2 separate regions of the Mus musculus genome follow, and region 2 is linked to region 1. A link is a contact called in public HiChIP or PLAC-seq data. All regions are on one chromosome and are shown on one strand. The core of a region is the stretch at or near the end of the contact, and the rest is flanking DNA. Distances in the headings are between cores, read along the strand shown. Region 1 holds the start of Atp6v1e2 (ATPase, H+ transporting, lysosomal V1 subunit E2). Region 2 overlaps Rhoq (ras homolog family member Q).

The links. HiChIP or PLAC-seq counts read pairs in DNA pulled down with a chosen protein or histone mark.
Region 2: an H3K4me3 HiChIP or PLAC-seq map of intestinal villus epithelium shows a contact between it and region 1, with 8 read pairs. The contact joins the enhancer-like site here to the promoter of Atp6v1e2 in region 1. A contact is called at or near these places in 4 of 39 promoter capture datasets (the C10 cell line, hematopoietic stem and progenitor cells, macrophages and 1 more), 4 of 484 Hi-C or Micro-C datasets (the BV-2 cell line, bone marrow-derived macrophages, natural killer cells and 1 more), 4 of 115 datasets of contacts at active chromatin or transcription factors (embryonic stem cells, heart atrium, intestinal villus epithelium and 1 more) and 3 of 9 other capture datasets (adipose tissue, embryonic stem cells and liver).

The regions. Positions count from the first base shown.
Region 1 is chr17:86,945,317-86,952,514 of GRCm38.p6, reverse strand. Atp6v1e2 (ATPase, H+ transporting, lysosomal V1 subunit E2) reads left to right here and starts at 4,628. Exons shown (of 2, transcript NM_029121.3): 1 at 4,628-4,671. It overlaps LOC115488765 (hapless 2-like), which reads right to left and starts at 2,104. Exons shown (of 3, transcript XM_030250169.1): 1 at 2,079-2,104. The coding sequence starts at 2,104.
Region 2 is chr17:86,993,025-87,000,561 of GRCm38.p6, reverse strand. It overlaps Rhoq (ras homolog family member Q), which reads right to left. Exons shown (of 5, transcript NM_145491.2): 3 at 5,839-6,003; 4 at 5,463-5,558; 5 at 493-3,657. The coding sequence ends at 3,502. It overlaps Pigf (phosphatidylinositol glycan anchor biosynthesis, class F), which reads left to right. Exons shown (of 6, transcript NM_008838.1): 6 at 2,995-3,303. The coding sequence ends at 3,108. Among named protein-coding and RNA genes, the nearest start is that of Pigf, 29 kb to the left of the region's middle. Within about 2 kb of position 3,026, at least 5 of the 459 cell types and tissues checked have an H3K27ac peak or open chromatin away from gene starts, as enhancers often do. A contact at or near this core is called in intestinal villus epithelium, where this site is marked.

The DNA of each region.
Region 1 (7,198 bases), core at 3,379-5,878:
TTAGAAGAAGCTAAGTTGTGGATTCTTAATGTAAATTATTTTAGCAGAAATGTTTCCTGTCCTTGGCTGGCTCACTCTTCCCTTTTCTGCATGGCCCCTACAGGCATTTCACTTCCTGCAGCCTGGATCAGAGCTTGCTTAGCCGCTGGGCTGAAGTCTCCAAGACTTTTCAGACTCTTTCTCTCCAGGAGTGGACTTTTACTTCCGGATCTAATGAGTGTGCTCTCCTACTTTCCCTCCTCCCAGCTTGCTCCTGAGAGAGAACACCATGGCATGTGGTTCCTGCTGTTCCCCAGCCACACCTGCAGCCTAGCTGCTCTCCCCTGTGAGGCCTGCATCCAAGTGTCAAATCTGATAGTTTGTAGCTCTCTTCCCCTCTCATTCCTGATAGCTTGTTTCTCATTCCTGGCCTCATCTGTATACACCACCTAACTGCTTTATCACCTTCTGCCTCTGCCACTACCTGGGGGGAATCTTCCTAGACCAGTGTTTGGGCAAATTATAATCCTGTTTGGAAGCCACAGGGTCTGTCACTCAACTGAAACCTCTAGCTGTGTTGTCTGTGTTTCACCTTTCCCTGTCTCCTTTCTCACCTTGAGTGGCAGATACCTTTCCACACATTGTAGCCAGAGGCCTTTCTGGGCGGCTCAAGTCACTCCTAAAAACTGGGTCTTCCAAGAGGGTAGTGAGGAATAGCCTAATGTGAGTAGCCTATGCTGTCACCTGAAGCTGTGACGTCCCAATCCATGCTGCTGTTATGTCTGGATCAGTGGCCCTGCAGCAGCATCAAGAGTCTGTGTTAATGTTTGTGGCTCCTGACCCACCCACCAAAGGCCATGTGGATACCCCTGGTCTGGACTGCTTGCCTAGACCATGTTGATGTCCCAAGACTGCATAGACCTGCCCCTGCCCCTGCCCCTCGTCTGGGCAGTGCAGAAGAGCCCGGCCCTGATGGCATGGGTGCAGGAGATTTGACCAACTCAGCCACCACCCGGGTCTAGATCCAGGGCTTTGAGATGGCCCACCCCAACATCTACCCCATCTATGATCTGCTGGAGCGAATGCAGACGCTGCTGGTTCCACAGATCCAAAGCTGCAGGATCTCCATGACACGGGGCAACAACAGAATATCATCCAAGAGGAGTCCTGGGGAGGATCCAGTGTGAGTTTGGAAGCACAGCACAATGACTTGACTAATGACTCATTACAACGAACGTTTGCAGTGAAGCAAAAGAGTGTACTGTGGGCGCACCACAACTTCCATTCGAGATGGTTTTTGTTATTATTATTATTTATATTTCTTTGTGTTTTCTTTTGAGGGAGGGGAGGTTGCAAGTGCAGAGAGCAGATATGGGGGGACAGAGAGATGAATAGAATTGGGGTGCATGATGTGAAAGTCACGAAGAACCAATGGAAAGTTGAGAGAGAGAGAGAGAGAGAGAGAGAGAGAGAGAGAGAGAGAGAGAATTGGGTCTCTATGAAGTCTTGACCATTCCTATCAATTTGGATACATTCTCAATTGTGACTTCTACCCATGTCCTATCTTTTCCAGATGACTTACTCCAAATTAAGGCACTGTGCTGGATCCCCTGAAACCTCATTTTGGGGGATAGGGGTCTGAGTGTCTGTCTCTAAAGGTCTGCGCATCCTTCCATTTACACTCCTCCTCTTGCCTCCCCCAGTTGTATTTTACTGCCAACACCCAAACTTTTGAAACCACGCGCTTGAAGGCTGAGCTGTCTGCAGGGCCGCACACTAACAGAACCTGGGATGGGCTTGGGTGGGGACTGAGCCTAGGGCCCTTCATCCATGCAGCTCTATGACATTGCGGGGGCACAGCCCTCTGGTCTGGGATTTCCAGCTTACAAATTGAGTCTCCCATCACACCAAGGCTTTGGGAACCAGAGCTGGCATCTGCTCTATTGCCTGTTCTGTTACCTATCCCTGCACAGTGGCTCGCACAGTGGCTCACACACTGCTCAGCCAGTATTTGCTGAAAGACAGAGAAGGGGATGCCCCCCACCATGTATTTAATTCTGAAACCACCCCCAAAGAATTTCCTAAATTTCTTCACCTACTTCTTGGGCCCTACATGTTGCCCCATGCTTCAAGCCCTGGGAAACCCCCTTCCTTTTGTTACTTGGCAATCCCTAAGTGTCTGGACACTGGAGGCTGGTCCTGCTTCCCTTTTGAAGGGGTAGAAAGACCATGCCATGGGCATCTGACCTCAGGCATGCTTACAGGCACAGCCGGGATGAAGGACGGTTGCTTCAGGACCTGGGTGAGGTTCCTGGCTTCCTCTTCGGTGCAGATTTCCTCACTCTCCTAGGATGGACACGGCTTCCCGTGGGTGAGGGCCTAAAGAAAAAGAGACTTCCAAGCTTAGACTTCCTCCTAGGACCTTTCCCATAGCCACAAATACAAAATCATGAGTTCTGAAACGTCCCCTCCGTGGTCACGATAGGGCCTTCTGTGGGGCTGTCAGCATTCCTTGTTAAAAGATTCATTTCTTTCTTTTGCGTGTTGGTATGAACATGCCATGCACATTATCTGAAGGCAGGGGACAACTTGTGGGGGTCTGCTCTCTGCTTCCATCGTGTGGCCCTTAGGGACTGAACTCAGGTCATCAGGTTTGGTGGCAGCCACCTTTACCTACTGAGGGGTCTTGGAGACCCTTTATCCTTCATTTCTTGACTTGAGCGATAGTTTCCAAGTATTTGCCTGGTAATAACTCATTAAACTGCACATTTGCATTCTGTGTACTTTTTCTGAATGTATGTTGTAATTTGCAATGTAGGAAGATGAGAGAGAGAGAGAGAGAGAGAGAGAGAGAGAGAGAGAGAGAGATTGGAGAGAGCATTTTTCCTGACTCCAAGTCCGATCAGTGAAGCAGCATCCATCTGCACCTGCCTCGATGGGGTCCCCGGACCTGGGCTCAGCTCTGAGTTGTCACTGTCCCCACTGAGACACAAACACTTCCACACAAAGTAAGTTAGTTTTTAAACAAGGAATGTTGGCCGCACTGCGGTCGTCCTTACTGTCACTGACTGTGGAGGGCACATTTCAGAATTCGTGATTTTATATTTGTGGGTGTCATTTTAAAGAGGAGCCCAGAGGCCCAAGAAGCAGTGTGACTCAAACTAGATCCGAAAGTGAAGGTGAGATTTAGACAAGTGAACATTTTACTTGAGGGAGCAGTGTGAACAAACATTGCTAAGTGGAACTGGACTTGTGCATTTGGGGTCTGAAGCAGCAAAGAGACCCTGCTATTGTGTGTGGGGTAGATGCTGGGAGTTATGTGTGCCTTAGAGATCTGATCTGCTGGGCAAATGCCACTTCCAAGGCCTTGTGCAAAAGCAATCATGAGGTTTCTCAGTTTGGTTTGCTGTTTTGCTTAAATCACAGGCCAGTGTGAGCTCATAATCTCTGTCCCAGACAGGCAGAAAGTTACATCTGCCAGACACGTGACCTGGATACCGAGTTCCTGTAGACACATTTGCTCCAGCCCCGAATTTCAGCCCGGCCCATCCAGGCCTGAATTTCAGCCCAGTCCACCCCACAGCTGCTTCCAAGTCCAGTACCAACGAATGCTGGTGCCCAGGGAGGGAGCCACAAGGCTTGTGGACTGCAGCATCAGGAAGGGGGAATTGCAACTAGCTATGAGATGATCCACCCTCACCCCCAGACCAGGGCCTCGGAATTCAGAACTTTACCCACTATTTCTGAGAGTCTGGCTGTGTCTGGACTGGGGACAAGGACACCGAGACATGTTAGAAGAGTCCGTGAACTCCAGACAGGGTTACTAAGTTTAACAAGGAGGCCAAGCTAGTGAGAGTCAGGTCTGCTCTAGATCCTTTATGTTCAAACAGGGGCTGCAATGTGAAGCGGCAAATAGGGTTGTCCGAGGCAATTAGCGTCCACGAAGACCGACTCTGCGTACCACTATGATAAACCCTCCCTTTCATTTAAGGCCACGCTATGTAGATGCTGTCACGTTCCATTATACTCCTGAGGAAGCTGGGGGGGCTGGGGGAGGGGATCCGGCTGCTTCAGCAAAATCACATGCGTGGTCAGTGAAGAGCGGGGTGGGAGCTTCAGGCAGCCTCACTGTGGAGCCTGCACGGTGGAAGCTGGCCCTGTCTGGGCATGGAGAAGTGCCTCCACCATGAAAAGAAGCCCAGCAGCCTGTGATAGGAGTGCTCTCTTAAAGACCATCTGGTGAATTGTCGTTAGACGGCTTTCTCATTAAACAGCCTTCCGATTTGGCTCCACAGGCCAAATAAGAGAGGCCATGACCCACCAGCACGGCAGCTGTATTTTTCATTAGTAAATTAATAAACTGGCTGACTGGGTCTGTACACATGTCAGTTAAGGGAAGCCCACCCCAGAGTGGGGCCAACTCTGTGCCTACTTAATTGAGATTCTGAGCGTGAAAGACAAGCCCAGCCACAGTCCAGGTGCCAAGGAACCCTCTCTCGGACTCTTTGTGGCAGAGCTGGCCAGCCCTCCGAAGGGGTAGACTGGCTCTGTGAATTCGAGCTGCCTGGTCAGACGGCCGTAATCATCTGTTCAGAAGGGTCCGCAGTGCCAGGTTCCAGTGAGCGTTCCAAATTCCACATTCTGTGTCAGACTCCCGGCGCCAGACCAAAGGCAGCTCCTGGCATGGAAGTGGTAAGGGCTCAGCTAGAGTGTCTATTCCTCCACACATGTCCGGGTGTCCGACATTTCACACCCCTTACCCTTCATCTAGGGTGGCTCCCAAAGTTGGTGACCTTTGGAGTTACTCAGGGAGCCTTTTTTTTTTTTTTTTTTTTAAAGACAGGGTTTCTCTGTATAGCCCTGGCTGCCCTGGAACTCACTTTGTAGACCAGGCTGGCTTCGAACTCAGAAATCTGCCTGCCTCTGCCTCCTGAGTGCTGGGTGCGCCACCACGTCCGGCTTTCGGGGAGCCTTTTAAAACTTATTTCATCGATATGTCTTGTGTAGGAGCAGGGAGTGTTTTTGCTCTAGTCATAAAAAACCTTAGTTTTCAAAAGTATACCTCCAAATAACATAAGATAAATAATATGCTTTTCAGAAAGATTATCTGATTTAGGAACTTGCTACGTGGGTCTAGTCAGCCTGGGACTTACTCTGTGGAAAGGCTGGCATTAGATTCACAGAGATCTGCCTGCCTCTGCCCACCAGGAGCTGGGATCAGAGGCTTGAGCTGCCACACCTGGCTGTTTTGAGAATTTAAAATTACGTGAATGTGTATCAGGGCACAGGTGTGAAGCTAAAGGAAAACTGACCAGAGCTGGGGTCTTCCACCATGTGCGTGCCGTGGATTGAACTCAGATCCTCAGGCTTGGTGGCAAGTGCTGTTACCCACGGAGCCATCTTAGTAGTCCTGCTTATGCTTTGAATATCTTTCTAATTCAATTGTTCTTTAGCTCTAAAAAATTATTTAGTCCTTTTTATATTTTGGATATTCTTATTTTGTTCATATATTTTCCTGAGCCTGATGAGATTTGAGTTTTTAAATCAATTTCTTTGATAATTTCATATATGTATATAATACATTCTGCTCACAGGTATCCCTTCACCCTCCTTACGCTCTGTGCCCACACCTCCCACTGTGCCTCCTGTCCTCTCACCAAAGCGTCACCATATTTTCTTGACTTTTAGTTTTGTTGATTTTACTTTGTTTTTTGTTTTGTGACCCACTGAGTTTAACCAGATCACTCACGTGGGTGTGGATGGAGTGATGTCACTCGTGGGTGGCGGCATCACTAAAGAAATGACTTTCTGTCCTGCAGCAGGTCAGGCTTCCGCTAGCTTCCCTGGGTGTGTGGGACCCCACTGACCCCTCCTCTGTCTAAGACCGAATGCTCGTGAGTTCAGTCTTAGGTGGGCCCCATACAGGCAACTACAGCGGTTGTAAGCTCACTAGTGCCTTGGCCGTATCATGCCATTGGGACAGCATTTTATGGCCCGAGTAGGGAAGATCTTTTAACGTCTTCTGTTTTCATTTTTGGTTATTTGTTTTTGTGGGTTTTTTTTTTTTTTTTTTTTTTTGGTGTGTTTTGTTTGATTTTGGTGTGCAAGGATAAAAGCCAGGGTCAAGGGCTTATTAAGTAAATGCTCTACCAGGATTTTCCTCCTCCTCTTCCTTTCCTTCCTCCTTTTCCTCCTCCTCCTCTTTCTCTCTTTCCTCCTGCCCCTCCTCCTGTCCCTCCTCCTGCTCCTCCTCCTCCTGCCCCTCCTCCTGCCCCTCCTCCTGCTCTTCCTTCTGCCCCTCCTCCTTTTCCTCCTCCTCCTCCTGCCCCGCCTCCTTTTCCTCCTCCTCCTCCTGCCCCGCCTCCTTTTCCTCCTCCTCCTCGTTCTCTCTTTCCTCCTGCTCCATTACCATTGGAGGAGGACGTGTATATGACAAAAGTCTGTGAATGAGGATGTGCACTGATTATCATTGTCACACATTCACAGAGGTCAGAGGTCAACTCGGTTCTGTCCTTCCACCTTTATTAGGGTCCTAGGGATCAAACGCAGGTTCTCGGGATTGTTTGCAAGCACTCTTACCCTAGCCTTGCAGTCTTTTTAACATGCAGAATCCCAGGTGACACTGGCAGAGACTTTGATGACAACAGTGTATGAGGAGCAGCAGGTACTGAGTGAGACCTTCAAACACAGACTTCTTAAAGGTCTACCGGCTGATTGAAATATATACAGAAACTTGGACACCATTCCTGGTGAAAAGACTGCCTTCAGCCTCTTCAACCCCACGCCTCTCCCCAGAGTGCTTTTTTTCTCACTTAGCCATACTCTCATGTCATAACAGGTTTTGTGAAGCCTCCTGCCTCCAAGCAGTCTTCCTGGATTGAGTCCTGCATTACCAGGTTCTCATGATTCCCCTCCGTCCTTCTCATCCTATAATGTGTTCATTGATTTTTTTTTTTAATCGTTGGGTATTTTTATTTTGTATGTATGGGGGACTTGTTTGTATATACGTCTGTGTGGCAGTGCCTGCAGAGGCTGTAAGGAGGTGTCAGATCCCCTAGGACCAGAGTTACAGGTCGTTGTGAGCTTCCATGTGAATACCAGGAATCGAACTCAGGTCTTAATGGCCGAGCCTTCTCTCCAGCCCCATGCTGAGCCATTCTTTATGCTTAGGTATTGATTTGGTATTTCCACTCCATTGCCTTCCTACCTGAGTCTTAGG
Region 2 (7,537 bases), core at 1,777-4,276, 50 kb before region 1:
TGTGCATTGCATGGCAGGAGACACAGCAGCACCTAGCAGGCTTTACACACAAAGCCTGGGGCATCACTAGGGAATCATTTGAAAAGTTAAAACATTTTATTTTGCTGATAACAGGGATTTCTGAGTTTTATATAACAGTGAATTATTAAGGCTGAGTGGTCCAAGCCTTACCTCCTAATAGGAGGAAAACACTGGAAAAAGAATTTGCTTCATTTCATGTTCTTTGGAAGTGAAGTATGGCAAGTGTCTAAAGAATGTGTGCAAATGTATGTGTGTGTGTTTGAGAATAGTGAACCATACCGAAGTCAGAGTGATTCAAACAGAACTTGGTACCCCAAGTCAGAATGTGGCTGGGACCCATAAGGATTGTTATTTCTCCCACACCCTGACTGACAGAGCTTTTTAGGGGGTGCAAGAGCTCACACATTGCCAGGGGTGAGCAGTCGCACAGCAGAGGAAAGGGGAATAAATAAAAACTCCTGAGGTAAGAAGTCCAGTGCTTTACATAAAACAGTAAACTACGCATCTCATTTTATTATGACCCCATCCGTCAGGAGGGGATGCTGTTGAAGGAACAATCATTTAAAAACAACAACCAACAAACCAGCATTTAATTTGGTATTTAAAACCAATAATTAAAAATCAAACGGAAGCAGTGTCTAAAGTAACTAAGATAATTTATAACAAATAGCATGAACTCAAGCTCTACGTATGTAATATGATAAATCACCACGAGGAAGCTACGTGTACCTGTAAGGACAGATAAGGGCATACATTAGCAAAGTAAGTGCTGTAAGATTTCAAGATTTCCCTAAAAATTTTAAAGGGCTTTAGAACAAATTTTCTATGCAAACACTAACCAATTATAACTTTCTGAATGTTCTTTCACACATGACCTTATTTGAAGCAGTGTGCTCACTAACACAGTTCATGTTAATAAAATATTTTTGAAAAGTATTTTCTTTCCCAGATATTTCACTAGTTTGAAAGAGTTATTTCAGAGACTAGTCTGAATTTCTTCTGCAACCTAAGCCATTAATGAAGCTATATGCGTCTGAAAATAAGGCAGTGTCTCTATAATCTGCTCATGAATAGAAAACAAATCTTTGGTTTTCTGGTTAAAGTGGCAGAGAAGGTTTTGCAAAAAGAAATACTAAATAACAAACACAAAGAGCTCTTAACAAGCAATGGGAAACTCCGAGCCCCATCCAGGTAAATAGAGCACCTAAGGCACCTCAGGTTCGGGTGATGCAGCCGTCTGCGAGAGTTCACGTGGTCTATGTACAAGGTCTTACCATCTGGAGAAGGTGGAGGCCAGCCATGACTGCTGTCAGTCGGAGGAGAGTGCTCAGAGCTCATGAATGACTGGGACAAGAGGTTGTCCCCGTGATCAAACATGAGGAGACTGAGGTGACACCAGTGCACGTTCAGATTCTGAATCCGTTTCTCTTGGAGCAGGAAAGTCCTTGACTTAAACTCATTGCCAACACCAAGTGTCAAGGGTTTCACAGATGTGGATTTGAAGAAAAGAACAAGCCATCAAATCTCCACAGGCAACTTGGAAACGAATAATACTTTACTGTCTTGGTTCCTTCAGATCATAGGTTTGACAACTTAGCTCATGTTAACTATACAGTTTCTTCCAATTCTATCTAAAAACAGACCAAAACTAAATGGGAAAATTACAGAAGTCCCATTTGAGCATACATAAGGCCATGATATACTTAATGTGAACCACCACTGCCTGAAGACATACTGTGCCCACTTCCAGGAGAACACTCTTGTCCAGTAGACTGTCCACTACCAAGTGGGGAGTGTGGTGCTTATATTTTAAAAACTCCTACAAAGCTCACATGCAAGACAGTACATCTAGATTTGTGACTGGTATGAACATTTAAGGCTGTCATTTTCAAGTATAAATGTTTAGTGTTCCATTACCCAATCTGTGCAATACACAAAGCTTAAGCACAAACCATGGAAGATAACAGAAGCTTGCTAAAGACAAGTCGTAGTTTAAGCAACTGCAAATTTGAACCTAAAGAAGGCTGGTAAGAATGCCTGGGTTAGAATCTGCTTCCCTCCACTGCAGGAGGTGGTTCCCATGGGAGCTTTGTCTACACTACTGTCTGTTGCATGGCATTTAGAATAAGGCAGATCCATAGCAGACCGAAGAAGAAAGCCAAATGAGGTTCCAGCCAGTTAGTAAGATGGTTTGCCTGCAGTACACTTTGATGGCCTATTCCCCGGAGAAGGGTTAGAAATGGCTGCGGTACACCAAATAAGCTTTACAAAGGAGCATGAAAGTTTGTTTCCAAGACGTTCCACACATACCCTGTCTGTGGCATTACAAAGAAAAGTCACCATTATTATCTCTGGCTTAGTGAAATGTAGCGTGGCTGGAGGAAGGGTCTTGGGAAGGCAGCAGTGCTCTGCTCGCCTCTCACTAGGTGTGTGCGTAAGCTGTGGGTTGTGCCTTCTGCTGTGGATGTGCTAGCTGCAGCTCCAAGCGGACATCAGTTTTACTATGGAAGCAGATATCCACAAATCCCACAGGACGCGCTTAGATTCCAGGTCTTCCCTCTGACACGACTGAGAGTTTCTGAGAATCGGTCAGCCTATACACTTACTTCATTTGATGTATACAGCCAATGTGGGAATTAGAAAATGGCCAACTAATTCAGAGAGCTAAACTGAGTTCAGGATTATGGCAAACTATGACCCAATTTTTAAACGTTACTTTAGCATGTATTTCATGCAATTTGGATAACATCAAACTAAAATCTACAGTTGCCAGAAGCCTTGTTACTGTTTAATGCACATTAACTAAAATGTGTACATTTTTAGTGTTCATGATCAAAGCAGTTATGATCTATTCAACTTGGCATTCTTTAAGAAAGCACACTAAGCTTCACTATAGAAAGGTTTGTGTTACACTTCATTTGTGCTCAAGTATAATAAAGCATCGGTTGGTTTAGATCTCAATTCTTTCCTCAGGTGTGGCCCATCTCCTGTACACTCGGAGCGACCTTTGGCTACGTGGCTGGCCTGGTTATCTCGCCACTCTGGATCTACTGGAATAGAAAGCAGCTTACATACAAGAACAATTAAGAGGAGAAAGGAGAGAAGTTATTTCTCTGTGCAGATTCCATAAGGGCTGTGCAGAAGTTACATGGTCCAAGCCGGGCAGTCCATTTACAGCACTGTTGTTTTCTAAATGTCATTTCAACATGATGTGATTGTAGCTTTTTAACTATGAAACCCCTGAGAGATTGTACCTTCTAGTTGAAATAAAGTATTTATAGTAGATTGTGGCTTCAGATGCTGTTCGCTGCCGCTTAGACCTTTCTGAAACATTCTCAATGAACTCTGTAGAATGCTGAGGACAGGTTCCCTCCCTCCTCAAGTTAAACTGCTTCACTGTAAGAGGTCAGGATAGCGCTGTAGCATTTCAAATGCTTTCTGGGAGAAATGGACAGTTTCCTTGGCCACTAAAGATGTTTCTCACGTAATCAAACAACAGTTTATACATCTTGATCCTATTCTTTTTTTTACTGTGTGTTTCTTTGGAGTTAAAATGGCTATGATAGCCTCATCAAACACAGTCTTCAAACCCTTCTGGGTTAAAGCTGAACACTCCACATAGCAGCATGCACCTATCTGGGAAGGAGGGAAAAAGCCACAGTTACATCAAGGTTTTATACAACTCAGTAACAACACGTTAAAAATATAGCTATATAGAAAGAACCTTATTATGCATCTTCACAATTCCCAGAGGGAGACGGTTGTTAAAATACTAGTGTATGGCCTTCTGGATTTCTTTATGGAAAACTCATTCATCAAATATTAGATAATCGATATATGTTAAGGTCCTGGGGACATGTCAAGGTGTCCTACTGTGTGGCCAGAAAAGGTATACAGAGTAGACACTGGTGATTGCTGGGACAAAGAGCAGCGGGAAACAGGAGGAGGGTGAAGGCCGAACAGTGAGGGGTCCTGAGGAGTTCAAACCCGAGACTGATGCGGGAGATGCTTGCCATATCTAAGATGCAGTTAAAAAGCCAAGGGTAGGCAAGAACACTGCTTTCCCTGTGTAGACCTTAGTCGTTTCCTTGACTGGTTGACTGTCAGGGTTGCTGGGCTGCTCCATCCCTTAATTTATCTCCCTGGCTTCTTCAGTCTACACATTCCCTTCTGGCACTCTAAACTCTGTGCTCACTCCTTTACGGTCTCCTAAGAGCACGGTAGGGTCTTAACGTGTTCTACTGGGTTGTTAGACCTGCCGAGTAAGAAAACACAATTTCTTTTGTTTGCTGGCTTGCTTTTTGAGACAGTTTCCCTATGTAGCCCTGGCTGTCCTCAAACTTACTCTATAGACCAGCTAGCCTTGAACTCACAGAGCTCCACCTTCCTCTGCCCCCTGAGTGCTGAAATTAAAGGCCTATGCCCCTATGCCTAGCTAGAACACACAGTTTCTATTCTTTCTCCTTGGAGTTTCCTCAGACTTGGTGACTTCGGATGAATGTTCTTAGCACTTTTCCACTAGGGTCTATGCCATCTTCTGATTAAATCATTTTATGGTTAATGCCCTACACAGCAATCTGATTACTAATATCCAGTGTAATAGCACGTATTTATGTACTGAGATAACCTGCATTTATAACTTTTGCTTTTATGCATTTAGAAATTACTCCTTTCTCCAAGATTATAAAATCAACGCGAGGAATTCCTGGAGTTGGTGAAATCATTTCTCTTTCCTTGGGGAAATGCTGTCCTCCAGAAAGTTCTCTCGCTTCTTCCTATCTCCTCATAACACAGTTTAAAAGACCTTATTAGATTGCACTTACACAAAAATCCTACTAAAGCCAAAACAGGAAAAATAAAAAAAGAATTAGAGGAATTCAGTAATCTTATAGTCAGTCATATGAAGTGGAAAAGAATCTACCTTTGGGGTAAGGAATAATGTAAATTTAATTAAAAGGCATTATATGTATCTAAATATTTTGTAGAAAACTACCCATAATTTTCTCTGTAACCATAGATTTACATTGTTACCTAATGTCACTTCAACTGCACCTGCAGGCGTGTAAGCTGAAAGCAGAGCCTAATTTGGCACAGTACAAATGTTTAAATAATTAAGAAGGATGTGAAGTCTCCGCCTCTGCCTCGGCTACCTCCTACAGGTGCCTTTAAAGTCATAGTTGTCAGCTTAGCACAGGTGGACAAACATTCAAGCTGGAAGCTCAGCTCTGCCATTTTTTACTGAAAAGTCTCTGGCTCCTGTTACTTAAAGGGTCCCATTCTTTCTTGTCTACAGCCAGGGAAGCAGACCTTCCTCGTGTCAGTGCAGAGCTGATGGGGGTCTGAGAGAGAAACACTCAATAGGGCTGGGACCTGAGGCACAGCAGTGCTCTAGCCTAGCCCTCATCTTCACATCTGCGTTAAGCCCAGCAGGGATTCATTACCTCTTTTGCTAGTTTCTGTCCTTGTTCCACACAGACAGGTTTTTCTTTCATGTCATTCAGTCTTGCTAAAGTTTTGGGGTCATCTCGGAGATCAATCTAATTAAGAAAGATCAATAATGTCCTATAATATGTATTTTAAAAGAAACCAATGCATATAGTCCCATTTAGTCTTCACATATTAAAAAAATACACAAAATAAGATTTTAAAGATACAAATACAATTTGGGGGAATTATTTTAATGTAGAAGTAGGAGAGGAATTGCCCATTTGAAACTTACTTAACACATCACTTGCTAGTCACAGGGTCTTGCTTGAGAGCAATCCCTCCTAGCTAACTATAGACCTTCTTAAATGAGTAAAATCAAAGCAGACACACCTGAGTTCCTATTAACAAGAAGGGGACGTTTGGCGCATATTCCTTTAGCTCTGGTACCCACTCTTCCTTTACATTTTGAAACGAGGCTGGATTTACCACGGAGAAGCATATGAGGAAGACGTCAGTCATGGGGTAAGATAAAGGCCTCAGACGATCATAGTCTTCCTGTGGGGGGGGGGGGGGGGAGGGAAAGTCATTATTTATACTTACCGGTCCACAGATTAATAGCGATAACTATGTTAGATTACAGGGTCAAAAGAACAACCAGGAATGTATCTGTCTCTCTGTGAAGTGAGGTGATTCCACTTGGCTTTGGTTTTCTTCCTTTTTTTCAATAATAATTTAAAAAAATAATACAATTAACAAATCAAATAAAAATGAAGAAAACAGAGGGCTGTGGTGCACACTGCTATAACTCCAGCATTCTGGGGGCGAAGAGAGATGAGGAATTCAGTCAGCCTGGGCTACACAGTGAGATCCCATAGCAAAACATACAAAGAAACACACACACGGGGGCAGGAGGCAATACACTGTGACTCCTGTAGCTCTCACTGACAAGTCTGCACAGAGAACCGAGGCGGGCTCTACACTTAAGTATTCTACTATAATAACATACACTGAAATGTACCGCAAGTATTACAGTAGTACAGGCCTTGACCAACATGGTCTCATGGACTTCATCCTTAAAACTGGATGACTCACATACAGACATGGAAGGAAAAGAACCTGTAAGGACGGACAGCCATAGTAAAGATGCTAGGCTTTAAACTGGGGGCTGGAGTGCGGGGCAGTGCCAGGGTTTGTTGGTGGTGGTTTTGGTTTGGTTCTTTGTTTTTTGTTTTTGGGTTTGTTTGGTTGGTTTTTTTTTCATGTATACTCCCAGAACTGCAGACATTCTTATAGCTACACATGTGATCAAACGATGCCTTCTGCTCTGTGACTACCTTGTGTGGTCTGTCTTGGCAAACTTTCCACACCCACCAAAATATGCTAGACTGTTGTATGGGTTAAACAGCTGCTTCATGACTCTCTTCCTGATAGGTGCTTCAGTCGCTGCCACAAAATGCAGCGACTAACTCATTGTGCATGGACTGTTTTACGTGACACAATACATTCTAGCAAGAGAATGGAGTCAGGGGTCCATTTCTGCCATGGCTGGAGGCGTCTGGTTTCATGGAAACTGGTTTTGGTATAGACCACCTTCTTAAATGACCCACTTCACTACTAGAACAATATAAACATGGAGCTATGAGAGTAATTTCAAAGATGCATTTAGTTTCTGCCTCATTATTTTCCTACTGAAGTACATTCCTTTCATGTCACCTGACACTTTTCTCACCATAATTTTCAATTCCAGCAACTCTCATTTTCCTTGCGAGGGATCAGTTCCAAACTCCCTGTGATATCAAAATCAGCAGCCGCTCCAAGCCCCTTCTTTAATATGGTGCTGTTACTTATATGTAACCTAGACACCCTTGTATACATCTTAAATTGCTGATACATTGTTTATAGTACCCAGTAAAACACAAAGAGTTGTCTTATTATATTTCTTAGTGTCCTGGCTAGTTTTTTTTTTTTCAAACATTTATTTATTTTTATTATATGTAAGTACACTGTAGTTGTTTTCAGACCCTCCAGAAGAGGGAGTCAGATCTCATTACGGATGGTTGTGAGCCACCATGTGGTTGCTGGGATTTGA